Linked DNA regions of Mus musculus: all the other regions are linked to region 3. Evidence: chromatin contacts called from public Hi-C data. All regions are on one chromosome and are shown on one strand. The core of a region is the stretch at or near the end of the contact, and the rest is flanking DNA. Distances in the headings are between cores, read along the strand shown. Region 1 has its middle 37 kb from the start of Poc5. Region 2 overlaps Sv2c (synaptic vesicle glycoprotein 2c). Region 3 has its middle 44 kb from the start of Gm29543.

Evidence for each region. Hi-C and Micro-C count contacts between places; a contact is called where the count stands out from the background.
Region 1: a Hi-C map of the N1E-115 cell line shows a contact between it and region 3, with 1.6 times the contacts expected there. The contact joins two enhancer-like sites. A contact is called at or near these places in 5 of 39 promoter capture datasets (the 3T3-L1 cell line, 3T3-L1-derived adipocytes, the HPC-7 cell line and 1 more) and 1 of 484 Hi-C or Micro-C datasets (the N1E-115 cell line).
Region 2: a Hi-C map of the N1E-115 cell line shows a contact between it and region 3, with 1.9 times the contacts expected there. The contact joins two enhancer-like sites. A contact is called at or near these places in 2 of 484 Hi-C or Micro-C datasets (the N1E-115 cell line and myocytes) and 1 of 9 other capture datasets (embryonic stem cells).

Annotation. Positions count from the first base shown.
Region 1 is chr13:96,349,375-96,353,416 of GRCm38.p6, reverse strand. No RefSeq gene overlaps it. Among named protein-coding and RNA genes, the nearest start is that of Poc5, 37 kb to the left of the region's middle. Within about 2 kb of position 1,871, at least 23 of the 459 cell types and tissues checked have an H3K27ac peak or open chromatin away from gene starts, as enhancers often do. A contact at or near this core is called in the N1E-115 cell line, where this site is marked.
Region 2 is chr13:96,043,527-96,047,194 of GRCm38.p6, reverse strand. The region is part of intron 3 of Sv2c (synaptic vesicle glycoprotein 2c); the gene reads left to right. Among named protein-coding and RNA genes, the nearest start is that of Sv2c, 87 kb to the left of the region's middle. Within about 2 kb of position 1,379, at least 4 of the 459 cell types and tissues checked have an H3K27ac peak or open chromatin away from gene starts, as enhancers often do. A contact at or near this core is called in the N1E-115 cell line, where this site is marked.
Region 3 is chr13:96,174,405-96,178,232 of GRCm38.p6, reverse strand. No RefSeq gene overlaps it. Among named protein-coding and RNA genes, the nearest start is that of Gm29543, 44 kb to the right of the region's middle. Within about 2 kb of position 2,467, at least 55 of the 459 cell types and tissues checked have an H3K27ac peak or open chromatin away from gene starts, as enhancers often do. A contact at or near this core is called in the N1E-115 cell line, where this site is marked.

The DNA.
Region 1 (4,042 bases), core at 622-3,121, 180 kb before region 3:
TAGATGCTTTCGAGCCATCATGTGGTTGCTAGGAATTGAACTCAGGCCCTCTGGAAGAGTAGCCAGTGTCCTTAACCATGGAGCCATCTCTCCAACCCCCCTCAAATGATTCTTAATTTGCATTTCTGTACAGTTTAAAGATGTTTAATGCATTTAAATATTTATTGCTCATATTTTTTTTCTCTTTTAAGACTTCTTTAATTTTTTTCCATTTATTGATGTGATGATATTTTGGGCATTCTGGTGTGTTTAACTTTGCAGTAATTTATATTCTATATATTAACTTCTTGTTTCAAGTATAGCTTGCAAAGATGTTTCTCCCATTCTGTAGCCTGCCTTTTCGCGTGGCTGATATTTCCTTTGGTGTGCTGAATATATTTGAATATTTTGTGTAATCCTATTTCTCAGTTCCTAGGGTTATCAAGTTTGCATTTTGAGCCTCTATTCTGGCAGATAGCAAGAGCTAAATGCTAGGTTAAGATCTCCTGTCTTCTTTTCTACAGGGTTCACACTGTGGGCCGCCGAGGCACTGGAATGGAGTGGGCCTCTGACATGGAATCACTTTGCTTCTCAATTTCTCCCTCTCCCCAGCTGCAGCTGAAACACCCTCCTGTGAGTCAGGGAGAGAGGCTAATAGGACAAGCAGCAAAGATGGAAGGAGCTGTCCTCCGTTGCCACTCATAGACTGCCTGGCCTCCAGCTGGTCCCTCCTACCAGTTCCACAACTCACCGTGTAGTCAAATAGTGTGTGAGATGTGTCGCATAGGAACGAGGACCCAGGAGGCAGTGCGAACAGAAATGAGGGTGCAAAACTAGTAGGAAGGGTAGGCAAGCATGAGCTGTTAGCCATGGCTGGGTTAACAGGCAAGCTTGCTAGCTACTCCTAGTCAGAGATGTCCTGGTTTTCAATAGAATTCTTCCTTTCACTATATATGTCAATGTATAGATCTGTCAACATTTTAAATATTTAAAATATGCTCTATAATATATTATCTTATATACATAAATATATAATGTATAATTTATATTTTGAGCCCTCCTGTATGACAATCATATATGACTTTATTTCATTATCTATCAATCACTTATTCATTCCATTCATAAAAAGAGCAGTTAAAAATCAAAATGTGGGCTGGAGAGATGGCTCAGTGGTTGAGAGCACTGGCTGCTCTTCCAGAGGTCCTGAGTTCAATTTCCAGCAACCACTTGGTGGCTCACGACCATCTGTAATGAGATCTGATGCCCTCTTCTGGTGCATCTGAAGACAGCTATAGTGTACTTATATATAATAAATAAATAAATCTTTAAAATAAAATCAAAATGCAAGTTGGGCATGGTAGTGCACGCCTTTAGTTCCAGGGCTTGGGAGGCAGAAGCAGGTGGATCTCTGTGAATTGGAGGTCAGCCTAGTCTATGTAGTGAGTTCCAGGATAGCCAAGGCCACACAGTGAGACCTTATCTCAAAACAAAATACACACACACACACACACACACACACACACACACATACACACACCCCAAAACCCAATACAAACAAAAACCAACCAACCAACCAAAAACACCCCAAACCCACCTCTACAAACAAAACAAAACAGAAAATCAAATGCAAATAAGGTGTTTCGGCATATACCAATGATGTCACCACAACATGTAGCTTGGGAGAATACAGGCAAATGTTTTCCTTGGCCCAAGTCCGCCTAAACAACTGTGCATGCTTTGATTTCTTCTGGAAGAAAAGTCTGCTGCCCATTCTGTCCGTTCCTTGGAGAAAGCAGAAGGCAGCCCGGCCAGGTCTCCTTAGCGTGGTCTTCACGGCAGCCTGGTTCGTGCAAGGCACACGTCGCCATTTATTTCCAAAGCTGCTGTTTGTGCTGTTATTTTTCTTTCCATCTGATTCACTCTGAGTCATAGGAAGACGTTCTCATTGTGATGGGGTGCACTGCAGAGACGGCTGACTCGCTTGTTCCACACCATTAAATTCTTGCTTGTGTCTTTCAATCAGAAATGGTTTGGCAAGTCACAGTGCAGGAAAAAAGGGGGCATGACAGTTCTGCCTGGGCGGATTCAAGCTAGGAAGAAAAGGAGTAATGAAAAGATTTCTGGTTTGTTTTCACAGGAAAAAAAATAGACAAATATGCTTGATAAGCGACTAAATCTCTCTGTCTGAAATGGTTCTTAAGCAACCAAGGGGTATTTCAAAAATCGCTCCTGATGAAGGATTTCATTATAGTACGCTGCATTCCCAGGCAGTCAGTGAGGGTTGGTGGGAATCACCATAGTGGAAAAAAAAAAAAGCATTGACAGATTTCACATATTCTTTGTTATCATCCTGCACCCAAATCCATTAGCTTATTATCCCCAGGCAAGGAACTGAAATCCTGTGTCAAACGGAAAGGAGGTGATTTTCCAGGATGCGGGAAGTTACTGTTCATTAAGAGCTTGTTGATGCTGCGCATAGCTTGAAAAATCTTAATTTGGACTAAAGTGGTCCCGGACTCAATGAGAATTCCTGCCAAGGAGCTAGGACAAGGGCAGTCTGCCCCTTAAGGGTATTAAAATCCAGGACAAGGCAAAAAGCGGTAGATTTTTCTCATCTCTCTCAAACCCAAGTGTGGTACATTTGGAACATGAGGACAATGGATTATAACCTCATATTTTGACATCCCTTTTGCCTTCAAACATTAACATTCAGTTGCTCTGCCATAGTAGTAATAATTCTACTCACAAGGGTGCAGGAATTGTGACACGGTAAGATGGTAGAGAAATGCAGTTTGTTCCATTAGTGGCCAACAATGGGAACTAAACGTGCTAGTGATTTAGAGTGCTTTGTATTAAGAAATGCACACACAAAAAATACATTTCTTTCATTGGGGTAATTTTACGTGAGTCAGTCTCTCTCTCTCTCTCTCTCTCTCTCTCTCTCTCTCTCTCACACACACACACACACACACACACTTGCCCAGCTTAACTGTACAGCTTGCAGTACGATCCATCCTCTCTGCTTCTGAATTCAGCTCACGCAGCCTGCTCGAAGGCTCCGAGGAGGGTCGAGCTGTTCTGAAATGGTCATCATGACCCATTACACTCTGCTCCTCATAGCCTCTGTTCCCAGTTCCATGTGATACTATGATTGTGAAAGAAAATATAAAATAGATGCTGCTCTTATACAGGGCAGTGTTATAGTTACACTTGTTTAAAACCTCCTTTGAAATGCCATTAAAAATCCAGGGCCAAGACAATATGGATGTATTAATACTACTTTCATATTTGAAAAAGTACCTTAGAAGAAAAGATGTTCATTAAGATACTTGGTTTGTGTGGGGAAGTAGACAACTCAAGTTGGTAATTTAATGCCTACAGGTATACTGAAAAATATCTATGTCCTCAGAGCAAAATCATTTTGCTTAAGGATACAGTTGACGTTTATTTAAAAGTTTGATGAGGTGGTTTACATATGTAATTTTGGCATTCAGGAGGTAGAGGCAGGAGAGTCATTGTAACTTTCAGGCAATCTTGGGCTGCCCAGTGAGATCCTGTTTGAAAAATATTCACCATAAAATTGTTTTAAATCTAAATTTTGTCATGTATGTGGCATATATTTGTGCATGCATGCCAGTGCACATGTGTATGGGTGTGCTTGTATAAGGAAGCCATATGTTAGTGTCAAATGCCTTCCTCAATTGTTTTCCACTTACCTTATTTATTAAAACAGAATGTTACTGAATCTGGAGCTGACTGGTGTGGCTAGACTGGATAGCTGGCAAAGCCTAGGGATTCTCTTGTCTGCCTCGTAGCCCTGGGAGTACAGCACTGGCAGTATTGCCAGGCCTGGCTCTTCCACAGTACTGGGTACTGAACACAGGTCCTAATGTCTATACAATAAGTACTTTACCAACCAAGCCATCGCCATGGTCCCTCAAACATTTGAATTCTTAATTAGAAACGGCATCAATTTAATTTAGTTTCTCTACTTTGACTCAATTTCATTTCTAAGTTATGAGAAACATTAATGTACTTTGGATTATGTTTAGAATGGAATATT
Region 2 (3,668 bases), core at 130-2,629, 130 kb after region 3:
CTGAGGGAAGATAGCCATCATACTTTAAAACAAACAAACAAACAAACAAACAAACAAACAAAAAACCCAGTAGAACCAGCTATAATTACAATGGCTGACTCAATAGACTGATGACTTGACTCTGTAAGCAGATCCAAAAGTCAGATAGAGAGCTATTAAATTCTTACCTGATCTATATACACGGAGAGGTTCCATACCGAATGAACCAAACTTTCACTCACATCTTTAAAAATGATCATGGCCCCTTAGTCAAGTACCAGGCTGGTGCCACTTTATATACCCAAAATCCTCTCGAAAGGCAGAAGCCAGGTCCCTCTGAAGAAGGTTGCTACTATGTCACTGAAGATTAATTGTGAATATTTTTCACAATCTTCCCCAAAGGGGATGACTTATGCGTCAAGAAAATAAATAGATAGATAGATAGATAGATAGATAGATAGATAGATAGATAGATAGATAACAGTAGGCTTCCCCGAGTTGACTGGATAATGACTGGATTCTAGTTGAACAAAGTGACATCAGAGTCTACCAGCGATGTTTTGTTAGTTCAGGTAATTTGTTAGTTCAGAACTCCATCCTGTGCTTGCTTGATTCTAAGGTTGCAGAATTTTCTATTGGGAGAGATGCACCTGGCAGTCGCAGAGTAACATTTGGCAGAGCATCTGCCCGCCAGATCCATTTATTTTAAACTTTAAAACATAAAGAGAAGTCCTGGTCACCAAGCTCACACTCTGCATGTTGCAGATTTAGAGCCAGGAATGATTATCATCAGTCCCACTAACTTGCAACATCTTAATTAAATCACCTGGACATTCCAAATCCAAGGCTTGATTGTCTTCCTCCTGAATTCTGTTTGTGAATGCAAACGGGATTGAAGGGGGTTTCCATGTAGGCTGAGATATGCCTGCACTTATGGCTTCACTGTCTCTAAATAGACACATATGCTCCTGTGTGTTCTCGTCCCCTCCAACCCCTTAGATAGAGTCATTCTATGAGGCGCAGAATGAATGACCTCAAGCACATGACCCTCTTGCCTGCCTCGGCATCTTGAGAGCTGGCATCATAGATGTGACTACCAGGCTTAGCATCTCCAGAGCTGGTATCATGGGTGTGCACTGCCAGGCTTAGCATCTCAAGACCTGGAATCATAGGTGTGCACTGCCAGGCTCAGATTTTTGCTTTTTTTTTTCTTTTCACCAAGCTGGGTCTTGAGTTGTATCTTCTTATGAAATAACGATATCCAGCTGACATACATGATCTCTGTGGTTTTTAAATGTTTATTCTGTCCAAATAAAGATTTTCCTGCTGGGCACATTGGTGTTTGTTGGGGTAAGGAGTGAGACCTCGCGCATTGTCCATCTGTCTTTTATTTTCTCAGATGAATCTCACACCAAGGCAACACATGTCCCTCTTATCTGTTGTTACCGACGATTAGAAAGCTGGGAAATGGAGTTGGCACCATTGATTCATTTTCATTTGCCCTGGAATTAAATTATTTGTTTCCAGTCACTGTTAATTAAGGGGATAATAATGTGTTGGACGCCAGGCAATGTCAGAACTAAGAGCTGCTCACTGAGGGACGGTTGAGCATGATGATCAGGAGGAAAATAGAATAGCAACAGAGATGAGAGTGAAATGTCTTTGTTCCTGTGTGTTGGAAACAAAAGAAAGGTCATGTCTCCCAATGTGGGTGGAGCCGAGTCATGTGTACTTTAAAGCTGTAAGCAGAATGCATTAGCTGACTTAGCTGATGGTGCCAGCAAGAACACAGTGGCTGTGCAGAATTCCTTGCCACCAACTATGATTCTTCCATGAGCTTTATTTTCACAACTGTTTTACAAAAATGTTTTCCCTTAATTAAAGAAAATCAAGGCAGTAGAAAGGCTGTTGTTTCCAAATGGTCCCCAGTCCCTGGCATTGCTGATTTTTAGTCTGACTTAGAACTATACAATCTTCTGCTTAATAGTGTTTTCTCCTAAGAAATAATTTGCTGATCATATCAAAAAAAGTAAAAATTGTGTGTTTTTTTATTATTTTGAGACTTTTAAAATATATTTTATCAAATATCTGAATTGTGGTTGCTTTGGGGGAGGTGATGGGCTCCGCAGTTTATGTGAATTGACTCACCTAAACCTCATTGGTTCCCATGAGGAAATACTATCATGCAGGTATGATTATCTATATATTATAGATGATGAGGGTAAGGCATATTAAAGTGTGGTAGCTACCCAAGGGCACACAGTGAGTGATCTAGCCAGCTTTCAAACCCACGCTGTCAGGCTCAAAAGCTGATGGTCATACCCACCAGGCTTGCTGTATCTAAAATTCTACCAGAAATGATTCTTGACTGTGTACACCAAACCCTAAACATGATGGCTGCTGCTCCTTAAAGATTGATTAATTGATTGATTGATTGATTGATGTACATGAGTGCTCTGTCTTCATGCACTGTTCTTTGCATATGCCCCTAACGCTCCTCTGAATAAAAACTGCTAGAGCCTGGTCCTGGTGGTTTCTGAGTCTTGCTTATCATCTGCCCAGAACATGTAACTTTACAGTGAGTCTCCCACCTCCTCCTTACTTATTTTTCACATAATTTCTCAGTTCCTAACATAAATGAAAGGTGGAGATAAAAGGATTGTTTGATAATTACACTGTGGAGAAGCTAGAATCAAAGTAGTTAAAATATTCTTTATACTCATGTGTTTGTGCGTTGTATACATTGGGTGCCCATGTGGAGGCCACAGCTTGAAGTCTGGATGTCTTCCTCTATTGCTTTTCTGCCTTATTTTTGGGGGCAGAATCTCTCACTGAACCCTGAACTTACAGTTTCAGCTAAACTGTCTGGCCAGTTCATTGCCCAGAATTCACCTGTCTCTGCCTCTCAGTGGTGGGATTATAGACATATGTTACCAAGCCTGGCTTATTATATGGGTGCTGGGGATGCAAACTCGGGGTTTCATGACTTCACTTTACCCACTGTACCACCACCTCAGCCCCTAGAATAAAATTATTTTCTGTCACATGTTTACTGAAGAATTAAAAGTGGAACAAAATTACTCAGTAGAATTCTGCAATAATTTGAAAGAGAATGTCCCCCATAAGTCTCATATATTTGAATGCTTGGTCCCTAGTTGGTGGAACTGTTTGGGGAGGATTAGGAGGTGGGCCTTGTGTGTCACTAAGGCCTTGCTGTTTTGGAGAATTTAGTCAGTGATTGATTGACTCTGTTACTTTGGGGCCTGTGGCAAAGCAGTACATAAAAAAGAAGGTAGCCTGTGGTAGAGTAAACTGCTCACCTCATGCAAGCTGGGAAGTAAAAAAGAGAGATCTTGGAGGAGAACCTAGAACTACTTTACTAAGAAGCACAGTCCCTAACTAATAAATATTTGTCTTTATGCCCACAGAGAAGTATAGTCCTCCCACTCATCAAGGAAGTTTTCCTTTTGACATATGAAGACTGCTACAGAAAGCCATAACCAATCAAAATACAGAGTTGTGGAGCCCAGTCCTAACTGACACATCTAAGGCCCCCACACCAGGAACAGGGAACATTACAGAGAGGGGACAGGGGATTGTAAGAGCCAGAGGATCAGGGCGTTTGCCATGAGGTTATCTCCTGGTAATGTCAGAAGCTGCATCCATAAAGTCTCACCAACATGGCTGCC
Region 3 (3,828 bases), core at 1,218-3,717:
GTTTGCTTTTCCTTTACTCTTCAATAACAAACAGTATATACATACCCTTAAATAGGAGTGCTTTGTTTTTCTAGGACAGATTTGTACAAGTAAGACTGGCAGAGCACTCTCAGGTTGCCTCTTTATAGCCTGTAAGAATTCACCTGCCACCACAATGTCTCAAGTATTGCTCTACTCTCACCAGCAGTAGATAATAATCATATTTCTTCACATTGTTGTTAGGTGCATAAAAATGATGCCCTGGTATGACTTTGATTTGCATTTGTCTTGCTAATTCATAACGATTCATATTTAGAAACAAGGGACTTGTTTTCTTATAATAATCATAATCAATAGTCTATTGTCTTATATAGACCTAGACTTATCCTTTCCTATTGTACCTATTTTGCCTATTGTACCTAGTTTTCCTGGTCCTTTGAGAGTTCCATCTGTATTTTTGTTATACTTCTCCCTAACTCTTGCCCAATGAATCATTTTCCCTACCCTCCCAACTTCGTGCCATCTTAAAAGAGGGGGAAAAAAATCCTTCGAGACCAATCTGTGCTGCCCAAATATTCTTAGCTGTGTGGACTTCTGTTGGAGCGTGTCTAACTTACTCTCCCTCTTTCAGCAGCTAATGATTGCCACTATCCCCAGAACTAGCAGTAGGATTTAGGGCTCGCATCACATCTCCCCACTGGAGTTTGGTCTAGCCGGGATAGCACGGGGTTTGTACATGCTTTTACAGCTACTGAGCTCATAAGTGCGGCTGTCCTGCTGTGTCTAGATGTTTCTTGTAGTCCTCCATTGCTTTAAGCTCTTACACTCCTTCTTCCTTCCCTTCCACAAGGATCCCTGAGCCTTTTAAGAAGATTGTGGTATACATGTTCCCTTTAAGACAGCGCATTCTGCACTCTCTCACTCTCTGCACCTTGGCTACTTGAGGGTCACTAACTACTGTAAACACAAGATTCTCGGGTGAAGGTTAAGATGCATGGCTCCGTGGGAATAACAGTAAGTTGCCAAGAATCAGTTCAATATCATGGCTACTTAGCAGCATAAAAATAGTGGGTTCTCCCCCCCCCCCCCCCAGGGCCTATGACCTGTCTCGCCATAGGTTCTTGGCCTGGGACTGGTGCCAGGCATGGGTTTCATCCTGTGGAATGGAACTTATATCAAATCAGAAAGTGTTTGGCTCCTACCATGATACTTGTGCTACTATTACGCCAGTTGGGTATGTCTCTCCTGGGCAGTCATTATTATAGCTCAAAAGGTTTGTGTCTGGATATGACTGATGATCAATTTTCTCCTCTAGTAGCTTGAATGCACTTTCCTGCACTGTGGAAGCTAGCCAATCGGATAAAAGCTTTAGTCCTGTCCCAGCTTGATTTTCTACATCCTATGACTGAAGCCTGCCCGGTCCCCAGCAGTAGGGTTTGGCTGTCAATTTCTGAACTATAACCATGAGCAGTCGCAGTAGCTTGTAATGTTTGGGAGTCCATGGGACCTCTCTGAGTAATAATTCCAAAGGGAATAACTTGTACCAAGGGCTGTCTTAATTGTTATTCTTGGGTATTGGGTAGAGGCTTTTCTGCTTTCTTTTTTCACCAATTTGCCAGAGCTCTTTGTTAAGGATATTGTGATGGTTTGTATATTCTTGGACCAGGGAGTGGCACCGTTTGAAGGTGTGGCCTTGTTGGAATAGGTGTGACCTGGCTGGAGTAGGCGTGTCACTGTGGGTGTAGGCATAAGATCCTCACCCTAGTTGCCTGGAAGTCAGTCTTCCACTAGCAACCTTTGTATGAAGACATAGAACTCTCAGCTCCTCCTGCACCATGCCTGCCTGGATGCTGCCATGCTCCCACCTTGATGATAATGGACTGAACCTCTGAACCTGTAAGCCAGCCCCAATTAAGTGTTGTTTTTTTATAAGACTTGCCTTGGTCCTGGTGTCTGTTCACAGCAGTAAAACCCTAACTAATATAGATATTAATCCTTTTCCACATGTATTATAAATAAATTTCGGGATTATAAGTCATTGTCTTTTAAATTTGATTTTAGATGTAGTACCATCCCTTTATTTTGTAGGGTCCATTCTGTGGGGAAAAATTTAATACAAGATAAAAGGAGAGCATCTTGCTCAGAATTGTAACTTTAGCTGATAGTAGAGTAGAGCAAAGACAAGGCTCGGTTCCCCAGTGAGGGCTCCCCCTCAGCACTGCTCCAGGGAGCCAGTCTTCTCACTCTGCCCCATCCTACACTCCATCTGTGCATGTTTACAATAAAGAGGAAAGTCATCTTGAAAATGCAGGGCAGCAAGGGATAATAAAATATCGCAACATAAAAACGGAACACACGCCTTGAGTACATAGCAATTCTTTTTTACAATGCCCCTTTATAGTAATTCAAGCAACCAAGTAGCACGCTGGGAGATTGCTGGCCCGCTGGAACACTAAGGGGTATCAGAGATAGAGCAGATGGCTGTGGGGCATTCCTGACTGGGAATTCTGCCAGCGAGCATTCAGTCAAGAGGTGCAGAGTTACTCTGAGCAAGGCAGCCAGGAGACTAATATGCTCTGATGGCGTGATGCCTTTTTGCAAGCTGCAGGGCTGTTTATTCAAACAGTGTAGGAAACAGGCCTTTTGGAAGCTCCATCTAACATCTGAAGTAGCCCATTGCTTTGGAGTTCTCTTCCCTGTAAGAAAATGTATTAGAATAAACATTCTTTAAAATGTCATTTCATCTACTAAAAGTCTGTAATTTTGAAAAAAAAATCATCCAAAATTTATCCTCTATATTGAGACATTAAGCCCATGAACTTCTATAGGCACAATTTGCAACACTGTTTATAATACATGCTTGTAGCTGGAAACCCAGAGGAATGTGAAATGGTGACCAAGAACTTGTGTATTTGATAGAACAATAAATAAATAAATAGGAAAAAGAAAAGGTCTACCTGGTTTCTGTGTGGTCTCAAGGAAGCCAGTCAAAGCATTAACGTTTGATCATTTTCAATTAGGGTTGTGGGACGTGAATAGAGGAGATAATTTAAAACTACAGACCTAATCCAGGATTCTGATATAACCTTTTCTAAGGGATTTGGTCCCATTTACCATCTCCATCCAACGTGATGATTAGGTAGCCAATTTCTGTTAGGAAAGCTCTGTGATATCAGGGGTAAAATGGGCATAGAAAAGAGGTTGACTGACTTAAAAATCCAAAGAAATTTCTTCAAATTAGCTATTAGTCTGGGAAATACACACACACACACACACACACACACACACACAATGTAACTTCATGGAGAAGGAAATAAATACCTGGCTTTCCTATAAGCTCAGGAGTTAAAATGAAGATAGTCAGGGTAGTCTGCCTCTGTCCTTCCTTGGCCATTTGCCATAGTTTATTAGGGGTAAACGTCGGCAGAATGTCCGTTTAGAGTTTAATTTGTCATCCTTTACTAGAGCTATGTGTATATCCATCAGCTAGAGTCTGCCTTGGCAGCGAGTTCCTGAAGTGAGTGTGCTCTCAATATCAGCAACACTTTTAGAGTTTCACTGGATAGGATCCCCAGCTCCGGAGACAGATTTTCATCCAGGTGATCTTCGGCTCCAGTTTGAATGGGAATCACTGCATAGGGTTGAAAGCCCAAGGAAGCCATTTGATCGGGGAAATTTTATAATTACCTATTTCTTTTTTTATTAGGTATTTTATTTATTTACATTTTAAATGCTGTCCCCTTTCCTAGTTTCCCTTCTGAAAATCCCCTATCCCCTATCCCTTCCCCTCTCCCCCTGCTCCCCAACCCACCCATTCCCATTCCTGGCCCTGGCATTCTCCTATACTGG